Regions from separate parts of the Mus musculus genome. Here all the other regions are linked to region 1. A link is a contact called in public Micro-C and promoter capture Hi-C data. All regions are on one chromosome and are shown on one strand. Each heading gives the region's core, a stretch centred on a gene start, on an enhancer-like site or on the middle of the called end of the contact. The rest is flanking DNA. Distances are from core to core; before and after follow the strand shown. Region 1 holds the start of Emsy (EMSY, BRCA2-interacting transcriptional repressor). Region 2 holds the start of Rsf1os2 (remodeling and spacing factor 1, opposite strand 2). Region 3 holds the start of Dgat2 (diacylglycerol O-acyltransferase 2).

What was found. Promoter capture Hi-C pulls out the DNA fragments that hold promoters and counts their contacts. Hi-C and Micro-C count contacts between places; a contact is called where the count stands out from the background.
Region 2: a promoter capture Hi-C map of liver shows a contact between it and region 1, with 2.3 times the contacts expected there. The contact joins the promoter of Rsf1os2 here to the promoter of Emsy in region 1. A contact is called at or near these places in 4 of 39 promoter capture datasets (hematopoietic stem and progenitor cells, liver and pre-B cells), 1 of 484 Hi-C or Micro-C datasets (pre-megakaryocyte-erythroid progenitors), 1 of 115 datasets of contacts at active chromatin or transcription factors (embryonic stem cells) and 1 of 9 other capture datasets (liver).
Region 3: a contact with region 1 is called in a Micro-C map of embryonic stem cells, with 4 times the contacts expected there. The contact joins the promoter of Dgat2 here to the promoter of Emsy in region 1. A contact is called at or near these places in 1 of 39 promoter capture datasets (embryonic stem cells), 2 of 484 Hi-C or Micro-C datasets (embryonic stem cells and uterus), 6 of 115 datasets of contacts at active chromatin or transcription factors (astrocytes, cardiomyocytes, embryonic forebrain and 3 more) and 1 of 9 other capture datasets (liver).

The regions. Positions count from the first base shown.
Region 1 is chr7:98,654,293-98,658,499 of GRCm38.p6, reverse strand. Emsy (EMSY, BRCA2-interacting transcriptional repressor) reads left to right here and starts at 1,931. Exons shown (of 20, transcript NM_172280.2): 1 at 1,931-2,026; 2 at 3,648-3,756. The coding sequence starts at 3,687.
Region 2 is chr7:97,694,178-97,698,384 of GRCm38.p6, reverse strand. It overlaps Rsf1os2 (remodeling and spacing factor 1, opposite strand 2), which reads left to right and starts at 1,918. Exons shown (of 3, transcript NR_154552.1): 1 at 1,918-2,273. It overlaps Clns1a (chloride channel, nucleotide-sensitive, 1A), which reads right to left and starts at 1,728. Exons shown (of 7, transcript NM_023671.2): 1 at 1,516-1,728. The coding sequence starts at 1,655.
Region 3 is chr7:99,180,843-99,185,049 of GRCm38.p6, reverse strand. Dgat2 (diacylglycerol O-acyltransferase 2) reads left to right here and starts at 2,337. Exons shown (of 8, transcript NM_026384.3): 1 at 2,337-2,658. The coding sequence starts at 2,538.

The DNA.
Region 1 (4,207 bases), core at 682-3,181:
AGATGGAGGGTCAACTCTAATAATCTGTCACTTATTTTTGACTTACTGTAAAAGTTTTTGTTGTCTTAAAAGATTTACTTTCGGTGTCTGGGTATTTTGCCTGCGTGGATATCTGTATACTACATGTGTCCAGTGCCTAAGGTACTCCTGTAACTGAATTAATGGTTGTGAGCCATATGGGTGCTGGGAATAGAACCCAGCTTCTCTGGAAGAGAGGCCAGTGCTCTTAAGCACTGAGCCATTTCTCCAGCTCTTTAGAGACAGGGCTCTACTATGTGAACCCTCTCAGTTCACCAGTTCCTGAACAACTGTGCTTTCCCATTTATAGAGTGGTGAAGCTTAATTACGCCTGTCTCACGGAGATGCTGCAAGAGTCAAATCATAGAATGTCTGTTAAATTACAAAACCTCCTATTAAAACTTAATTTACCAGTGAGGTGGTGGTGGTGTACACCTTTGATTCCTGTCTCGAGAAGACTTAATTTACTACCTTGCAAGGTATTCTTAAGAAACTGACCTCAAAATAGGGTGCAATAAGAAGGCCAGGAGAGCTGTATAGGAAATGGTCCTTTTTATTTCTGACTAACCTACAGCTCCATTCAGGAGCAGGAGTAGACTCATATGCAGTGGTTCACAATTTACTTAAAAACTTCTTCTTTTTTCTTGTTTTGGTCTCGGTGTCTCTTGCAGTCCAGTCTGACCCTGCATTCCTCATCTTCTTCCACTTCTACAGTGCTGAGATTATAAATGTAATTCATAATGAACTAGGAAAAGAACTTTCATTCACGTTGTGTATCTTAATATTCCCACAGGGTAGTTTTTCTCGTGTGTCCATCCTAACATCCCTTAGTGCTAGGAATCCGATTCAGGTCTCCAGGTCTTGCACATACTTGACAAGCAATCTGCCATTGAGCTAGATGTCCTCCCAGTGGTTACCCTAGTTTTCACGGGAATCTGCTAACAGAAGGATGCACACTAACAATTCCTCAAGATTTGCACTTTCATTGCATCCGATGCTACCAGAGTTCTTTATTTAGAGGGAGGACACAACAAAATTCGATGGGATTTATAATACTAGAAATTAACTTTGAGTTCTTGGATCAGAGAAACAATATATTGGGTCCCTATCGATCTGTAAAATAGGGGCACAAGGCCTCCACAACATTGTGTGGTTAAGAACAAAGGCTGATGGTGAACCTACCATGTCGTAGTGCCTCAAGTAAGTCCCTTCTTCCCTTTGTCAGATTTTGCACGAGATATCACTACCTCTCCTACTTCGTACATGGCGTAACTCCAAGCTGAGACCGCTCGGATTCCTTTCCTCCACTTGCAACTCCTAACACCGAGAAAGGTGTACGGGCCACTGTGAGGTCTTCTCTCTCCGTAGTGGATAACCTTTCTTGAGTTGTCGTTTGGGTGGCTGGAAGACGCTGATGACTACTCCCAAGCGTCTACGGAACCAGATCTTAATCCTCAACTGGGCATCAGGGACCAAGCTGTGTTCTTTTCATCCCAACCCTCGCTAGAGTGAAAAGGTCGAAGCTCAGCTCCAATTACAGACGCCATCTTGACCGCTACGTGTGACGCCACACGTACAGCCGAAAGAGCAGCTGATTGGCTGGGAAAGACCGGAGGATAGGCGCGCGAAGCTGGAGACTGGAGGGTAATGTAGAAGCCGAAAGGAACTACACTCCCAGACTTCCTTGCGCATGTGACCAGCAAGCAGCAAGAGAAAGAGGAGCGAGGTTGGACTCGGACTACAACTCCCACTAGGACCCGCGTTGTCCGCCCTTTCCTTTCAAAAGGCAGAGGAAAAGGGACAGGAAGAATGGAGGCTTTTGAGTGCTCGTTTCTCAAAAGGCGGGAAAGGCGAACTACACCTCCCGGCGAGCCGCGCGCGCCTGCGCCTGCGCTCTGGTATCTGTCGCCATCTTGCCCCTTCTGAGGCACCGCAAACAAACCTAATTCCTGGTGTCCCCTAGTCTTGGCGGAGGAGCCTTTTAGATGAGCCCCGAAAGGCCGGGCAGGTGGGTGTCTCTCAGGCAGGGTCCTGGGAAAAGCTGGCAGGCTATCCAGGGTAGGGGAGCGCTTGGCCAGGCACGGGGAGCCCGGCTTGGGTCGGTCAGCCCCATCCTCCGTTGTTTCCTAACGGGATCGCGGGGCTCCCTCAAGTGGACTGAGGGCGACTCCGGCATGCCTGGTGATGGGACGCCGGAGGTCGAGGTCTAGGAGCCCCGAGGCGACTCCGGGTTGTCTGACTGTCTGTCCGTGCCCCCGCTTTTTCTCCGTTGTCGTCTCCGCTGAGGAGTGCGCGAGGCGCGGACGCTGGCCAGGGTTCCCAAGACTGGCTGCTGGCCGCGGGGGCGCGGGCTTGACATTGGAACCCGCTCGGAGCCGCGCGGGCGAGGAGCCGGGCGGGCTGCTCTTGTTGTGGTGCTGTGAGCGAGTGCGTGTTTAGAGAGGGGGCGGGGCGGGCTGCCTGCTGACACTTGAGCGGGGGACGGAGTCGGTGCGACCCCGGTGCCGGGAGCACGCTCCGGCTTCTGCTGCCCGGCTTTCCTTTGCTGTGCGGCCCCGCCGTGCGTTTCCCTGGAGGGGATGCTTTGGGATGCCGTGACGTGGTACCCGATTCGGGCGGTCGCCGGCCGCCTCCGAGATTCTACCGGGAGGCGGGGACTGGCTTGGGGAGCGAGCGGATTCCTTTGGCTCTGCCCCTTCCTCCTCTCCACCCCCTTTCTTTATGTCATCCTGCCAGCTGGGGCGCGCCATCCAGTTTGGCTCGCTCAGAGTTGGTTCTGAGCTCAGAGGACTATGGGAAGTAGGGGGAAGGGGGCTCCACTTGAGGCCAAGAGTTGGAGTTAGCAACCCAGAGCCTGGAACGCAGTTGAAGAGTCATATCGGTTTAGTGTTTGACTCTTAGGCTGGCTCATTCATTCATTCTACTCTGCTGCTGACCATCCATTTATCAGTTTAACAGATGTTAAGGAAGATCTACTGAGTTCTCAACCTGTAGTGTAGTTTTGTTTGACCAAGGAATTCACAGTGCGAAATTCTAGGCTTTTAAACTTTTGGTAACTGGTCGAAATGACTCTTTTTTTACTGCCAAAACTTGAGAAAAGAGTTATTGAGTTTCATTTATCCAAATGACATGCTCCACCGTTTGCTTATTTTATCTCCTAACTTATTATTAAGGAAACTGGCAGAGGTCAAATCACTTGTCCAAGGTTGCACAGGTGGTAGAGTCTGTTTGGCAAGTCATATGCCAGCCACTATGACAGAACTTGGCTTGCCCTGTTTTCTAAATAATACTTGAAACAAACTTGGGATTACTTTTTTTTTTTTTTTTTTTAAAATAAAGGCATACAAATTGGGTTCAGAGAGGCCAATTCACAAGGATGAAACAACTAATTATGTTGTAAAGCTGGAACTGGAACCAAGAAGTGTTTGACTTTAAAACCTGTTCTTTCCCCTGTTAGTATGAGCTGGGTCATTGTGCTCTCAAATGGTGTTTTTTTTCCTTTGTCAGGAGCTGGAGTGTGGAGATGAAAATGGTATGAGTTATCTTTTCAATCTTAGTTTGTAGCCAGTCGAAGGCTTTCTATATCCTTGCGTATACATTGGTAATGTGATTTGTTTTTCCTCTGATAGGGAGGACAAGCTCTTTGGGGCTACCAGACAGAAGCAGCAATGCCTGTTGTGTGGCCAACCCTTTTGGATCTCAGCAGGGATGAATGCAAACGGATTCTTCGAAAATTGGGTATGCTTTTTGTTGTTTTTGTTCTAAGCCGGGTTCTCACTCCATAGCCCAGGCTGTCTTCAGAATCATGTCGGTCTCCTTCCTCAGCTTCCCGTGTGATGGGACCACAGGTGTGCTTGGCCGTGCCTGCCCGTTTTATTTTTGATATTTTATATTTCTCTGTGACCTTTTCTTTTTCTGCTTGGTCATGGCTGTTGGTGGCATAGTCCTCAGGACCTAGAATGATTTGTACACGAGATGGAGGAGTTATGACACAAGGAGCCATGACAAATGGGAAGCCTTCTCCTTATACATCTCACATAACACTCAAGCCCCAAAGGTGGATTGCTTTGGTTTGGTTTGGTTTTGGTCCCCTTTTTACATAGGAAGTTTAGACATGAGGCAGTACTCCCATTAAGTCATACAGTCAGTATTTGACTTCTAGCATTGTGCTTCTCAACCTTCCTAATGC
Region 2 (4,207 bases), core at 669-3,168, 960 kb after region 1:
ATTCCAGCCAGAGGCAATAAAGATGTGGACTAAAGGCTGTGCCACACCACACCTAGAAAAAGGTTTTTATCTAGTATACAATCTCATTGTTTACAGTGTGATCAAACATCCTGCAACACAAGGCAGATTTGGAATCAATAAGTAGGTGTTTACATACCCATTGTAGTCAGCTATATAGCCCAGAAGAGAGGCCAGGGAAAGTACCTTAGAGAGACACATGCTTCAAGAGTCTTCAAGTCTTTTGAAAGAAGACTTAGGAGAGAGAAGGAATGGAAGAAATAGACTGTAAACTGGAAAACATCTGCTGGGTATAAGCAGTAAGATCTTTGGTGATCTCCACAATTTCTTCTGCATGTGGAGTGGTGGAACACAGATATATTCCTAACTTTGACAAGATCCATTTTATTTGCCCATGTGTATTAGTCAGGGTTCTCTAGAGTAACAGAACTTACAGAATGAATGAATGAATGAATGAATCTCACAACTTCTTCCCTCCCATCCCTTTTCTTTCTCCCTCATGGCTACTCCAAACACATATACCAACCAAACTGCGCACCCACCCACATTTGTATTTCTAGTCGGTGTCTAAACACCCAGTCCCACTATCCACACTGTTCTCTGAACAAATAGCTCTTTACACGTTTATACCCTGGGCTCTGTAGTAGGCATAATCTTGGTCCCCAAGAGATTTGTTTTCCAGTGCCATGAAAGAAGGGACTTTGAATGTAATTAAGATTACTAATCTACTGATGGTGAAATAAACGAGATAGCCTGGATTTTCTAGGCAGGAGCAATGTTATAACTCGAGCTCTTAAAAGCAGAGGATTTCCTTTGTGGCCAACAAATAGAATATAGCAAAAGGTAAACCAGAGACTCTGAAAGACAGGAAAGAATGAGAAGAGAAAGAAAGAATGAAAGAAAGAGGGGGGAAAGGAGGGAGGAAGGGAAAGGAAAGAAATGGGGAGGGAGGGCGGGTGAACAGGAAGGTATGGGGTGGGGGTAGGAGGGTATGAGCGTGTATGTAGTGTGTATTTTAGTGGCATGTCTATGTTATTGTGAAAGTACTGAATCCTGCAGGTAGTGAAATAGAAGAATTCCTTCCAGGACCTGCACATCCAGGAGTCGGGTTCGGCTGGTTGTGACTCCGCCCTGCGTGGGCCTGAAGATGGTCCTTCCCCCCAGCCCCCACAAACACACACACTTGAAGCAGAACATCCCAGCTCATTAACCAAACGTCGTAACCCGTCACAATCTGAGCTACATATTCCACGCAGGGAAATCGTCTAGTTGACACGACCATTCCGAAAGCTAGGCCCACGGAAAAACTAACCGAGGCTCTGCAGACTCAAAACTCAACGTGACCACGCGCCAGGCTTGCAGGAGACAGGCCGGTTCGCACAGGTCGTTAGGGAGAAACGCGGGCTAGGGGACAGAACCAGCCGAGCTCGGGAGGGGACAATCCCACCCTGCCCGCACAATAGCGCCGGCCGGCTGGTCGGCGCCCCCCAACCTTACCTCTCCGCGATGTAAAGCGTGCCGGTGCCGAGCCCCTTCCCGTTCAGCACAGCCTCGGTGTCTGGCTGCTGCAGCCGGAGCCCGTCGGCCGACCCAGGCGGCGGGAAGCTTTTGAGGAAGCTCATTGCCGGGGAAAGCATCGCTCCACGCGAACCGAGAGAGGCGAGTACCGCAATCGCGGCTCGCACGGAGCTGCCCCGGAAGCAGTAGTCGTAGCCCGGAAGAACAACTTTCTCAGCGAGGGCCTTAGCATGCGGTTGACCATAGAGACGGGATGTTCTAGGCAACTCAGAGGTCCGCAGCGAGCCGGCTGGCTTTTGTCACGTGGCATCGGTTCCCCTTTCCCGCTCCTCTAAGGATGCTTAGAATAATCGAGTGTTTTCTATGTGGTTCTCTTTGAAGGTCATAGGAGCAAACCCCGAGAGAGGATGTATAAGGAATACCAAGCCTTTCCCAACAAAAAGCGGGAAGGGACCCAGGCCCCAGGAGTCCCTCGCCGAAGGAGGACTCACAGAAATAAAATCCACACGCATCTGGAGATCCCAAGTCTCCCGGCTGGGTGCACGAGTCTACCCTGCTTCCGCCTCGTCAGGCCTGTTCTCCTTGGGTTCACACAGCCATTTACCAGACCTCTTAGTCCCCACGTCGCCGGAGAGATCGAGCGCCCCATCCCCACGAGTCATGCCACGAGCACGAAAAGGTTACATTAATGATGGACAGTGCGCAGCAAGACAGTCAAAAGACTGCCCGAGGGAAAGGTAGGCCACTGGTTAGGAACCCTTGCCTTCCCTGTTCGCTAGGTCCCAGTGAATAAGAGCAGTGAAAACCTACAGGTTTGGTGAATAGAAACCCATAACAGAGACCTATAGACCACACAGCATACGGACTTTACCTCTTATATTTCTTCATGGATTCCTTCGTGGTTTTTGAGACAGGGCTTCTTTAAGTATCCCAGGCTGGCTTCCAATACATAATCGATTTGCACCGAACTCCAGTTTACTGGTACTACTATGAGCACCCATCACCACACTTGCTCAATTAATTTTTTTCTTTATGATACACAATATGAACACATTTTCTATTACCCACTTTAACAGATGGGACCTGAGGCATTAAACTCACAAGCTAGAGTTGGTGGATGGAATTCAGTCAGTTGACCTCTAGACTCCACTTTTTTTGGCTGTAGAATTGTAATATCTATGGGGCTAAGGCTGTTTAGGTTGGATAACATACATGGAGGATGTGATAGCAGTTTTATCTTTCTTTCTCTTCTTCCTCCTTTTTTCCCTTTGGATTCTTTTCAACAGAGGAATCTAAAGATTTTTTTCCTCACATATATGTATATACCTACCTACATACAGTCAGGTGTGAGCCACCCTGCCTGGGCGCAGTGACCCTATCTGCAAAGGCATTAGGCAGTCTCACAAGCTGACCCATGTCTCCAGTCAGTTCCAAGTGTTACGTTTTAAAATTTAGTTTGTTGTTAGTGAGACTAGGAGGCAGGTCCCCTGAACAGGAATGAGAAGGTGGGAGTGGAGTAAGGGAGGGGATGAGAAAAGATTCTAGAACTCTCTGAAGGTTAAAATCCTCGTCATGTGGATATAGATTGAGAGGAAGAATTTGTGACGATGAAGACAAGAATAGACAAAGAAGAGAGGTTAAATATCGTTTCTAAATTTCCAGTTTAAAACGTTGAGTAGGTGTGCTTTCTAAGTGGTAGATTTCAGAAAGAGGTTTTCAAGGTAGGTTCCAAGGGTAGCAGATAGAGTTCTTGCTGGATTAGCTTGGGTTGAATCCCCAGTACTTAAAAAGAGTAGCCTATGAGTCTGATTGGAGAAATGGTTAATCTGAGACATTCCCTAAGACATTTATTTGGTGAAACAAACAGTGCTTGGTTCAGAAAAGGAGCCCCCATGTATGTCAGAGAAAACTGGCAAGAACCAGTATAGTAGTTTCTCATCAATTTGTCTTAGTCTTCAGAATCATTTACATTGTAATAGCCCAATGGCAAGACATTTTATACAAGGTGCTAAGTGAAGAAAGAAATCTTAGCTGTGAAGAAGATCCCTCCAAGCACTGGGTGCCAGGCTCCAGCATTTTAATGCAAACCATCACCTGGAAACAACTGACAGAGCCCCGTAAAGATAAGAGGTTATAAGGGTTCCTGCCTTTGGGTAACAGTAAGAGTTAGGCTTACAAACCCACTCTTACTAGACCAGAATTACTACTATTAGAACATAGGGACATGTTCTAATGAGGTTTGATCATTATTATGTTCTTTATTTTTGGCCCCTATAGTAGAATAAAATGATTTGTTTGGAGAGGTCATAGTACAACGACAGGTATCCCACTAGAAAATAAAATGTTAAAGAACAGACAAAACAGGCTTGTAATAGAAAATCAGAGAACCGAAGTGTGAGGGTGTTCTCTCCTGTTGTGTCAGCTTTCTGTAACAGTTTCTGACCGTGGAATTCAGTTGTTGCCACAGAGCCTGCTGGCTTCTTGGAATTTCTCTTAGAAACTAGTGACATTTTTGTAAGAACTTTTAAATACAGTTTAATAATTCCATGACCTGTTCATTTTAAACACCGAAAGTCGAGCAAGAGATAATTAGAAGACAGATTAAATAGGAACATACCCATCTCTTTCATGCTTCAGAGAAGAACATTATATAAAGAAGAATACTCAGAAG
Region 3 (4,207 bases), core at 1,088-3,587, 530 kb before region 1:
GTGATGAACAACTATCGACTTAGCAAGGACACTTGACAAGTCACTGCTAAAGGAAAGACTACACCCCAGGCTTATAACCTTCCAGATTAATCTCTGCCCATCGGACAGTAGCAGAGGTAAGTGAGTTTTTCATGGGTCCTGGCACAAGGCCTCCTCTACAGAGATGCTCCTGGAGCAGGAATGTGCCATACAGTGACCCGAGGTCTTCCATGCTGTGTGTGTGTGTGTGTGTGTGTATGTTTGTGTATTGTTCTGCCCCCCATATATATATATATATATATATATATATATATATATATATATATATATATACCTCTCTCCCCCCACAGTTGTTGCACAGCATACATCCATCTCGAGTCTCCCGTGAGCATGGCATGCCAGTAGCTTTCCCTTAGTTCCATAAAATGACCTAGGACTACCACAGAGCATCATCATGCCCTAGGATCTTTTTCCTTCTATTTATGGTTGACTCAGTTCTCTGGGTTTGGTAGTATTTTCTCAGTGAGATTTGTGCCCCACCACTCATCATGCAAGTGTTTCTAGGTTTCACTAATGGCATTTGTCACAGGCCCTGGGACTTTCTCCCCTCTTCAGGTAGAACTCACCTCCTTTCTTTTCTGCTCTTCCCCAAGGCCCTATTGACCTAGACCTTACAGTATGCAACCCAAAGGTGAGCCACACCCCAGTCCTATCTTTTTTCTGAAGGGCATACCTTTAACCACTGCCTTTGCTTGAGATTCTCCCACTCACCCAGCTCCCCACTGCAACCTGTCCTCACGTTTATTTCTCATACTCTGTCAAGAGGGATCCTACAATTCATCTTACCTCTTTCGTTTCTTTTAAGGCTCTCCCAGAACCCAGTCCCACCCCAAAGTCTTAAGAGAGACACTGGAGGATTTTCTAATCCCATGTCACTGCAGTCTCCATCTCCCACGTTGCCAGGACTACAGTCTCTATGGTCCTGCCCCAATCCAGACATGCTGACTGATGCTGCCCTTCGGCTTGTGCTCACACCCTCATTCTGCGGAACTCCTCTTCCTCTGTGGGCAATGGGAATGAGTCCCAGTGCCTGTAGTGAGCTTAGTCCATATACCTCAGTTCCTCAATTCTCAAAGCCTCTCACAATACAATCACGGGTGTTCCCGTTTTTACAGATGTGAAAGAAAACTGAAGCTGCAAACTGCGAGTGGTGGCACATGCCTTTCACTCAGCACTAGAGTCAGACAAAGGTGCATCTCTATAAATTCAGGCCAGCCTAGTCTACATAGTGCCAGGACAGCCAGGGCTACAAGGAGAAACCCAATTTCTAAAAAGAGAAAAGAAAAGAAAAACCAAAACATCAACATTCACACAACCCTCAACCCCACACCCTGCCCCCCTCCGGCAAACCAAGCCAAACAAAAGACACCCTGAAGTTGAGGAAAAGAGAGGAAGAGAGGTCTGGAACTGGGCTTGAAGTCCATCACTCACTATGCTTGTAGTATTGCCTTTGTCTTTGGTGTTTGGAGACAGGGTCACTATGTAGCCTGGGCTGGCTTCAAACTCTTGCATACATACAGGAGAGGGAGGGAGAGAGAGAGAAGAGGCGAGAGAGAGAGAGAGAGAGAGAGAGAGAGAGAGAGAGAGAGAGAGAGAGGAGAGAGAGAGAGGAGAGAGGGGAGAGAAGGGGGAGAGAGGAGAGAGAAGAGGCGAGAGAGAGAGAGAGAGAGAGAGAGAGAGAGAGAGAGAGAGAGAGAGAGAGAGAGAGAGAGGAGAGAGAGAGCGAGCTGCTAGGATTGTAGGATTACAGGTAGTAGACTCCATCGCTCTAGGTTCCTTCCTGATAAGACTCAATCACTCCTATTTTTTTGCTGGTAAAAGGAAAGGCTGCGGCACTTGGGTAACTGTCAGGTCCAGCTGTAACCTAACGAATTCCAACACTACTCACTGCAGGCTAGGCCTGCCCAAGGAAAGCACAGCCAAAAGGGACACAGGCACCCGCACGGTCCGGATCGTCCCGCACGTGCTCAAACTCCCTGCCCACGTTCCAGCTGCTGGACCGTACTAACGTCTGAGAGAGAGGCTTGGGAGAATGACAAGGCGGTCGCTGGGGCAACCAGGAGTAGTTTCATACACCGGGACTCCGGCTCCCTTGCCCGTATTCTATAGACTCTGAACCGTACAGTTCAGGCCATGCTGCCTTCCTGGGCTCTGTGCATAGTTTATCGCCGGGAGTCTCACCCCCTACAAGAACATGGCACAGTCCGGGGCGGACCCTTTTGCCCCGCCCTATAGCGTCACGACCCGCCCCGTTGTGAGGTTATAAAGTGCGCGCGCAGCGGCGCTCGGCGCCGTGGCCGCGCTTCGCTGGCTTTCTGCTCATCTAGGGTGGCAGCGGCTACCTACCTCAGCTCTCGCCCTGCTGCCGCCACGGCCTGGGCGCTGTCCCTCAGCTCCCGGAGCTCAGCGCGAAGCCCTGGCCCCGGCGGCCGGGGCATGGGTCAGGGGCGCGGCGTGAGGCGGCTTTCTGCACGGCCGTGACGTGCATTGGCTTCAGCATGAAGACCCTCATCGCCGCCTACTCCGGGGTCCTGCGGGGTGAGCGTCGGGCGGAAGCTGCCCGCAGCGAAAACAAGAATAAAGGATCTGCCCTGTCACGCGAGGGGTCTGGGCGATGGGGTGAGTGTCAGTCATCCCTAGGGCTTTCATCCTGAGGGCACCCACAGCAAGACGACTTTCAGGAAGGGACTTTGGCCAAAGCGTGCTGCCCTGTGCTGGACGGACGGCTAGCTAGTTCAGGTCGGAGTCCCAGACAATTATTTCCAGTTTTTAAAAGGTCTCGCCTTGTAGCCTAGGCTGGCTTCCAACTCTTAATCCTCCTTCCTTGGCATCCCAGGTGCTGTGATTGCAGGTGTGCCACTACAACTAGCTTCTCTTTAGGGGAACTTGACTCTTCTGCATCCTGTCATTTGGTTAAGGATGAGGCAAGATTCATGCTTAGCTCGGCTGGTTACCCAGTTTGAGCCAGGCAACCTGGTATCCTAGGCTAGCCTGGCTTCATTCTCCATCCTGGTACTCACTAATGTTGCAACACGTGTTACATCACTTGCCATCCCCCCAGCTGCTGAGGGCGACACCACCCACTCAGCTCAGTTAGTAGTGATATTTCACTCTCCAGCCCCCAGTACTGATCTACCTCACAAGGTGGAGCAGGATTTGGCTGGGAGGAACTGGATGGGGCAGGGTGGTAAGTAGGGTTTTGTAATCCCCTGAAACAGTCACTGGATGGAGAACATGCCTGCCTGGAACCAGGTGTGCCCCAACTGCCCTCTGCCCCAGCTTTTGTGGGCCAACCCAGACTGTGAAGCCCTCACAGCGCAACCCTGAGTCTGACATACTTAGAAGAGGGGTGGGAAACCCTTGGATTTTTTTCGTTTGTTTAGTCTGTGTAACAGCTCTGTTTGTCCTGGTATTCTATAGACCAGGCTGGCCTTGAACTCACAGAGATCTGCCTAAGTTGATTATCCTTCTAGAAGTTGTGTCTGCCTTCAAGATAGAACCGAGGCCTTCAGTGAATGGGGAAGGGGGGCATACAGTTCAAATCACACCTCAGCCTTTTCCATACAAGGCAAAGCACCCCACGTTGCTTAGCTGAAGCTGCAGAAACTGAAGGAGGAGGAACGAGCTACCCCAGTTTTCCTTAGAAAGGGCAGCGGTGATGCACACCTTCAATCCTAGGACTTGGGAGGCAGAAGCAGGCAGATCTCTTGAGAGTGAGTCCAGCCTGGCTTACAGGATGAGTTAGTTCCAGGACATATTAGTTGTGGTAATCTTGAAAGTTTAGGCAATCAGGAACAAAATAAGATTGCTGGTAAACCAACTATCTAGTGGTTACATCTCTTAGTACATGTTGTATAAAGTCAAGAATATGAGATAGAGATACACGCACACGCACACACACACACGCGCACACAGTTCTAAATTCAGTCTTCTCTTAATGGTACGGCATGAATATTTCTTACCATTTGTATGTCTGCCATTCTCACATGCTGGTGGCTGCAAGCTAACCCATGCTGGGGCTCCATCAGAGTGTTTCCACCTGGCATTGGCACCAGTCCTAGCTGACTGTTGCTATGGTTATCTGCCCCTGGAGAAGTGTTTCCATCCTAGGGGGCAAGCCCCTGGAGCTGCCCCACATACAGCCTACAGCTTCCACTGGCCTCTTCTC